Linked DNA regions of Mus musculus: region 2 is linked to region 1. A link is a contact called in public promoter capture Hi-C data. All regions are on one chromosome and are shown on one strand. Each heading gives the region's core, a stretch centred on a gene start, on an enhancer-like site or on the middle of the called end of the contact. The rest is flanking DNA. Distances are from core to core; before and after follow the strand shown.

What was found. Capture Hi-C pulls out chosen DNA fragments and counts their contacts.
Region 2: a promoter capture Hi-C map of pancreatic islet shows a contact between it and region 1, with 4 times the contacts expected there. The contact joins two enhancer-like sites. A contact is called at or near these places in 3 of 39 promoter capture datasets (the 3T3-L1 cell line, hippocampal neurons and stem cell-derived epiblast-like cells), 1 of 484 Hi-C or Micro-C datasets (muscle stem cells), 3 of 115 datasets of contacts at active chromatin or transcription factors (embryonic forebrain, forebrain and microglia) and 2 of 9 other capture datasets (adipose tissue and pancreatic islet).

What each region holds. Positions count from the first base shown.
Region 1 is chr4:119,738,026-119,741,918 of GRCm38.p6, forward strand. It overlaps a transcript of Hivep3 not described here. Among named protein-coding and RNA genes, the nearest start is that of Gm35957, 16 kb to the left of the region's middle. Within about 2 kb of position 1,851, at least 88 of the 459 cell types and tissues checked have an H3K27ac peak or open chromatin away from gene starts, as enhancers often do. A contact at or near this core is called in pancreatic islet, where this site is marked.
Region 2 is chr4:120,057,082-120,060,974 of GRCm38.p6, forward strand. The region is part of intron 2 of Hivep3 (human immunodeficiency virus type I enhancer binding protein 3); the gene reads left to right. Among named protein-coding and RNA genes, the nearest start is that of Gm36215, 16 kb to the right of the region's middle. Within about 2 kb of position 1,715, at least 10 of the 459 cell types and tissues checked have an H3K27ac peak or open chromatin away from gene starts, as enhancers often do. A contact at or near this core is called in pancreatic islet, where this site is marked.

The DNA.
Region 1 (3,893 bases), core at 601-3,100:
GTGAGATGTTTGAATGACCACACTGACTGGAAAACAGGATAATGTGGGGGAAGCAAATGAGATTTGCACAGGAAACCACAAAGACAGAGAGGATATGGTTGGGAATGCTGAGTTCACTCTTCTCTTGGTACTTTACATATTTCTGGCTTAGAATGCAGCATTTCTTAAATATTCATATTTATAAATTCATAGGTGGAATTATATTGTGTAATTGAACGGGAACAAACTGTATAAATCTCTCTCTCTCTCTTTCTCTCTCCCTCCCTCCCTCTCCCCTTTTCCTCTTTCTCCCTCTTCCCCTCCCTCCCTCCCCCTCTCTCTGCACAAAGACTTTGGTCTTGATTTTTCAATATCTTTTAGGCTGGTGTTTCTCAATAACTTCTGTTTTGTTTTTTTTTTTTAATCCCCTGACCCATTTGGCGCTACCTGGAGACGTGGCTGGTTGTTGTAGCTAGGGTTGGCCTATGTACTTCCTAGCAGTTGGTGGGTAGAGACAAGAGATGCTGTTGACTATTTGTTCTAGGACACACAGCATCATGTCTTTTCTGCCACAGAGAACTGTGCAGCCCAACGTGTCACAGTCGTCAAGGTGGGAAACTTGTCATGATAGATGATTATGCAGATTCTTATCAAGAGCAAGTTGAGGGTCAGGGAAGAAGAAGGGGGAGAAACAGAGAAAGCAAAACTTTCTCTTTGGAGTATCATATCTGACATCCAGAAGGAGACCCAGTTAAGCTGAACTACTCTCTGCCACTGGGAGCTCTCTCAAAAGCTCGATTGCTCAACTCAGTAGTTTGGAACAGGAAGTGGAGGCCCTCGTAGTGGCAGGAAGCTGAAGGGGTGATGATTTGTAGAGGCAGAAGGTTTATATGCTGAGCAGGGCAGCCGGGCCCTACCAGAATGCTTTTGTAAAGTTCTAGGGACGTTTTCAAAGGTTGTCTTGTTGAGGACATTGAATGTGGTGCTGAGAAGACACAGCCTTTGCTCCAGCATTGTGACCTTCTAGAAGGCCATGGGTCTGAAGGCCTGTGTACATTCCAAATCGTCCCAAGAAGACAGCCAACAGCATTTTCAGGTTGCATCTTCTCCCCATGTCTCTTTAACATTCTCTTTTAACTACAGGAAATTTGAAGCATAAATAAAAATAAAGAAAATAGTAAGAGTCTTATCTGTATACTGCCCATCTTCAGTGACTGTCACCTGCAAACTAATTGGGATCTGTATTCCATCCCTGACTGTCCCCTTTTCCTAGTGTTGGGAATCAAACCAAGAGCCTTGCACATACTAGACAAGCTCTCCCACTGAGCTATGTCCCTAGACTATCTAACCCTCCTTTCTCTTAAGTGTGGACATAGAGTAAAAAGCTGCTGGTTTCCTGCTTGGGCAGTCAAGGAGATAAGTGGTTTTGGATGCTTCAGTCTCCCTAGAGGAAAACCGATGATGGACACACCACAATTAGAGGAGCCACGAGGGCTGCCTGTAAAAGGAGTAGGTTAGGTATATCAGGCATGGAGTGAGGGGTGGAGCTTAGCTCTTCTAGGTGAGTGAGCACAAGCCTTCAGAGACAGTTTGTTTCTTTTGAATGAGATGGAGGAGCCTGGATGGAGGAGCACACCTGGAATGCTCTCCTGGCAGAATCCCACATAAGGATCTAGGCACAGAGGCTTGTGTTTCTGGAAACAGCATAGCTACCTCATCTCCTTCCTGCTTCACCCCAGGTGTGCAGGGGTGGTGAGTGCCGAGTGTTCAGGGTCGACTCTGGCTCTCGTCTGGTGGCTTCTTGTGGAGTGGCTCCTCTCTAAAAGCATAAGCTGGAGAGGCAGGCACTTGTTAGTCTGAGAGGCCCTTTGTCCTCTGTCCCTGCATCTGGCAGCAGAGGAAGGCCTCCTTTCCCAGCGTCAGTAGCCTACCCCACACAGTGACAGCCAGCTCTGCCGTTTACTTTCCATTCGAGCTTGCTTGCTTGCTTGCTTGCTTTCCCCGGCAGATTCTCCCTAGCCTGAAGGACCTTGGCATGCCTTTACTTGACCCAGGGTTATGTTGTAATCTACATATAAAAATGGCTTCAAGAGTTGAGAGAGTTCTTGAATAATCATTTAATTAACGTCTATGAATTTTAATTAGCATGGATTTCTACAGACCTCGACCTCCTAGACCAAGTTCATGAGCAGCTATGTTGGTGTGGAGGCCTGGGCCTCTGCAGAGCTGTGATTCCTCTTCTTACTCTGTTTACCGAAAGCATGTATCCTCCCCAGAGGCATCAGCTTGCTATGAACATTCTGTGTAGCTTTTCATGTCTTTCTTGGGGGAAAGTGGCTCTTTGTGTGCATATAGTTTTTAGTGTAGTCTGTGCCAGAGTTACATGCCAGCCTCATTACTTATACTGACGATCTTTCAGATGTCTTCTAGGTGGGAATGAGTGTTCCCATTTCACAGATGAGCAAACCAAGGATCAGCAAGGTTTGAGAAGGCTCCATTGGGGGTAGCACTGGACTTTAACAAGCTGCTTTGGCTGAAAAGCCTAGGTGATTTCTATTCAGTCCATTTCTCCCTCACAGCTCAAGTTGGCAGGAGACTGACAGGATTGGTGGGGGAGGTAGAGGCGAGTGCTGGGAAGAGGGACTGAGAGTTATGGTTACTGCAGTGATGAAATCTTCACACTGAGACCCCTGGGAAACATAGCTTTTGACTGTGGTAAATTACCTGTGTCCTATTTTAAAGCTGACTATATAAAACAGAAGTTGCGCAGGGGTAGTCTGGAGATAGATTCTGTCAGTAGTTTATTTAGTTGATACAGTTTTTAAAATTACAAATTGGATTAGTTGTCATCATATAAAATGAAGTGAGATTTCAGGTGCCAGGGGGAGTCTTGGCCTTTCTCGAAGTACCAGGTTCACAGTTCTTCACAGCAGCGCTTAGTGGCTTTGGATGTAGTGAGGTCTCCCCAGTGGCTGGACTTTCTACCTTTCCCTCTTTACCTGTTTATGCTACCTGGCAGGACTCCCAAGGTGTCTGAGTGGGGCCACCCCTATGGAACTTATGCACTCTGTCATCCAGAGATGTTAGAGGCTTGTTTTATATTTGAGTTTGAGTGTGAAGACTTTGCAGAGGTCAGTAAGTAGTATTTTATCTTAGAAAGTACCAGAAAAGTTGTATTTGTTGAGGTAGAGAGTACACCCTGACATGGAAAGCTTTATCGCACTGCTTGCAGCAGTGAGAACAGAGGGCACAGATAGCTTGAGAAGAAACCTTCTTGGGTGTAGTTCCGTTCAGAGAACGAGAGAGGCTGTATAAAGAGTCACAGAGACAAGCCGCCATGTTTAGAGAAAGTTCTGTGTTTGTGGTCAAGGGGAAGAGGAAAGCCTTCCGATGCTAAAGCAGCTCATCTGGAAGTGTCCCGGGCATTCATGTGCCAGGGGGAACTTTATGCTAATGCTGTGGCTGGGTGGGAGAACAGTTTGTTCGGTGGCCATGAAGCAAACAAGTAGAAGGCTTGTGTTTCTGACAGGTAGGCCTGGCTGTTTGAATCAAAGCTCCACTGAAAACATCAAAATGCTGCACGGAGCATTAACATTGGTGGTGGTGGTGGTGGTGCTGCTGCTGGTGGTGGTGATGGTGGGAGAGTCCTATGAATTCACCAAGAAGCCCAGAAGGAAAAAGGGAACAGCCAGATCAAAGCCTATGGACGAGTGGGGACTTCAGCAGCAGGAAGGGTGTGAGCACACTAGAGTTAAGTTTTGCCCTGAGAACCATTGTATATCTGCATGCAGACTTTGGTTTGGCCAGCCTTGAAGGACAAAGAACTCAGGAGTCAAAGGACACGGTTTGCCCAACGTAGAGAGAATCACAAGTAGACAGGCTGCCTCGGAGTGGAACTCCTGCGGACACAGGTG
Region 2 (3,893 bases), core at 465-2,964, 320 kb after region 1:
TGACCTCCTAGGTTCCCAGCTATGGAGTGTGTGTGTGTGTGTGTGTGTGTGTGTGTGTGTTTGTGACTTTGCTATTATCCCAGGATGTGCAGAGCCCAGGAGCGGCCCTACTGAAGCTCACCTCCTACCCTTGCCTCATTACCTTTCCCAGGGTCATATGGAAAAATAGAGGTAGCAGAGTGTCCTCCATCCCACAGGATGGTCAAGGGAACCTCTGTGAGAAGTCTTGTTGTTCATACGTGTACACAAAGTCACAAGGAAGGGTTGTGACTGGCAGGGTGTGTCGGCCTTTCACCTAGAGAATGTATTTATCTAGTGAAGGCTAGCTGGGTGGATTAATCATCGTTCCCTTACAAAAGCAATTGGTGGGTATGAAGGCAGTTTCCACCACCCTCAGTTGTTCAAGGTAGTGCCGTCCAACCAACCCCCCACATATGTGTCTTTATGCGTGTGCTTGTCGGTGTTGACTTGTGTGTACTCCTGGGGCTGCAGGGCCACCATGCACTGTGGGAGACATGTCAAGAGGTTCCCCTAACACATACCTTCCAGCTGCATTGACACCTGTCCATTGACTCCGCATCTCCAACAACGAAAGTGACCGTCATTCTTCACTGTCAACCAGTTGAGGGAACAGTGACCTTTAGTGGTGATCTGTGGTGATTGCTGAGACCAGCGTTTTTACTGCTTGAACGATGCTCTGTTGTTTTTTTTTTTTTTTTTTCCTCCCCGTTTTATTCCCTGCTTTTACTTATTTTATTGGAGGTACTTGCTACATATTGTGGGTCATGACCCTTTTTTATGTGCTGCCAAATATCTCTGTGCCTATTTTGTTATCAAGCATTCCATCCTCAAATGAGGAATATTCTGGTGAAAGAATTGGTTGGTGGAGCAAGTAATGGGAGATTAAACTTTCTTTTCTCCAGAATTATAGGACTTAAACCTCAAGAATTCAAAAATCTGCAAATATTTTTATAATTTGCTATTTTCTTTTTTTTTAATCTGTGTTTGGGGAGGGGGGTTCTGTTCTATGGTTACTTAATTTTTTGGATAGTCAAATGTATTGACCTTGAAAGAACACTGAAGTCCAACTGGGGCTTTGAAAGCTACTTTCCAATAGCATTACAAAAATCTTCCAACAGCCTTGGCATTTTCACGAGCTTGTTTCTAGGTCATGTCTGTTTGCATGAGATTTCAAAAAGGGCCTCACTATGTAGCCCAGGATGGCCTCAAACTTGGGATTCTCCTGCCTCAGCCTCCCCAGTGCTCAGGTTACAGGCACATGCTGCCATGCCTGGTATCCCAGTTGGTTCTGAATCAAGTTATCTAGGAAGAGGAACCTCAGCTGAGAAAATGCCTCCATCAGATTGCCTGTGGGCAAGTCTGGAGTACATTTTCTTGATTAATGAATGATGTGTGAGGGCCCAGTACGCTGGGTGGCACCATCCCTGGGCAGGCAGTCCTGAGTTGTCTCCGAAAGCAGGCTGAGCTAGCCATGGGGAGGAAGCCAGTAGGCAGTGTTCTCCATGGCTTCTGCATCAGCCCCTGCTTACAGGTTCCTACCCCATGTAACCTGAGAGCTATAAAATGAAATAAGTCTTTCCCGCCTAGGTTGCTCTTGGCCTTGGTGTTCACCAAAGCACTGGAAACCCTACCCGAGACTCCTGGCTCATTTATACCTTCAACCAGTTTCACCTTCTGGGCATCCGTGGTGGGGGAACCCTGCCTGCTCTCGGGTGCCATTCTGCCGTTTACCTCCCTCCTGGCTCTCAGCCACCACTTCCCATGTCACTTACGTCATTATCTGTTTGTTCTCCTCATCTGGCTGGATGCTCAGCTCCACAAAGGCCAGGACCCTCTCTGCTTCCTGATGTTCCTATGTTTTTATTTTTATGGTGCTCGCAGTACCCAGAGCAGTGTCTGTCTGACACATCTCGGGCTCTTCTAAGTACCTAGTGATCGAGGGGACACACGAGCTGTCCCCTTTATTTGAATACTCCAACCTTTCTCTGGCAGTTGGGAATCCCCTCTTCGGCTGCCCTTTCAGCTTCTCCTGTGGTTATTGGTTGGTTCGGCGTTTCTCCTTCTCCTTCTAGTTTTGTGTAATATCATTCCCTAGAATATCGTCAGTTTTCAAATGCATTGTCGACGTACAAAGCTACATTCCAATTCTCTTACATCTTAAAAAGTTTGCATGTGTGCATCTGTGAAAGTCACCTTTCTCAGCGCTTGTCTGACTTTGCTTTTCGCTCTCTGTCTCATTTGCTGGTCGCAGTCTCGGGTGTCCGTCTCCGCCATCAGGGCACAGCGATAGCGTCGCACGCGTGGCTGCTGGTGGCTGCTTCATGTGCTTTATTCTCTTATGTTTGCTTTGGGCTTTATTCATTTCTTCCCTTTGGGCTATTCAGGGTGGTTTTTTTTTTTTTCAATACAAGAGATTGAACCCAAAAGCCTTACATATCGTAGGCTGGTGGTTCTCAGCCTGTGAGTCACACAACCCTTTCATAGGGGTTGCCTAAGACCATCAGAAAACACAGGTGTTTATATTAAATAGTCATAACAGTAGCAAACTACAGTTATGAAGAGGCAATGATGATAATTTTATGGCTAGGGGGTCACCAGAACTGAGGATCTGTTTTAGGGGGTCACACAGCTTTAGGAAGGCTGAGAACCACTGCCCCAGACAAAGGCTCTGCCCCTGAGCCACAATCCCAACCCCCCAGAGTCTTCTATTGTGTTTTGAGACAGTGCCCTGCTGAGTTGCCTGTTCTGCTCTCCAACTTGCTATCCCCCTGCCTCTGTGGCTACCACTTCAGCTCTGGTGAAACCCTTAACCTGCATCTCCTTGTCCCCTCTCCTCTCCTCTCATCACAGAAAGCATTTGAGGCTTGCTTTTCCTCTGAGCATAGAATGACTTGTGCCCACAACCTTCCAAACAGTAATGTTCTCTTTCTCTCTCCAGTTCCCTTAGCTTCGGTCTTGATGTCCCCTTTATTCAAGTCACTTAGAAAGTGTCTCGGCACCACCATGTGTGCCTCTGACTTGCTGTTTTGATTTCGATACCCAGACGTCTTCTGGCTGTTGCCTGGAGAGATGCTCTCAGGATCTTCGATGCTCGCATGCTTTGGAAGTGGAGAGTTGTCTTGCCATATTTGAGCAAAAAGGCATCTTACCTGTGTCTGGGGTCTGTGTAAAGGGATATGTATAGACTCTGTCCCTGTGACTTCTTCCCTGAGCTGCTTCTGTGTCCTATCTACACTCACAGGTGACACCCAGGATTCACTCTCCCTCCCTATGTAGTCCAGACTGGTTTTGAACTCACAATCCCTACCTCGATCCCCTGGCCCTGGGATCACTGGTGTCCAGGCACCATAATACCCCTGCTTGCCCCACAGTTCTATGATTACACTACCTCATTTGTCTCATTAGGGCAAAGGCCGGGCTCTAGCCTATGCCTTCTTGTGGAAAGAGGCCTCAAGCAAACACAAAATGCCCTACTTTTCTCTGCCCGGCATTTCTGCTTCATTCTGCAGTGTGACCTGCCAGGACTCTATTAAAGCTCTTGCCTGCTTAACCGTTTTCTCTTAGATTTCTCTCATCAGTTTGTCTTATTTCCAAATATATGGCTGGGTTTATATTTTCTTTTACCATCCTGGTCTCTTAGCTTAGAATAAGATAATTGAATCTATTTGCATTATTGAATTCATTAATACGCTTGGCTCTCTTGACGTCATTCCTCACATCTCTGTTTGTTATCCATTTTCCTTCCCAGCTAGCTTTAGTTTTACTGATTCCTGCCATATTGAATAATCTGTGTCCCTGCTTTCTCTCCCATACTTGGCAATTAAGAAGTCTGTCTTATTTTTTCCTTGAGAAATACCCATAAATCAAACATA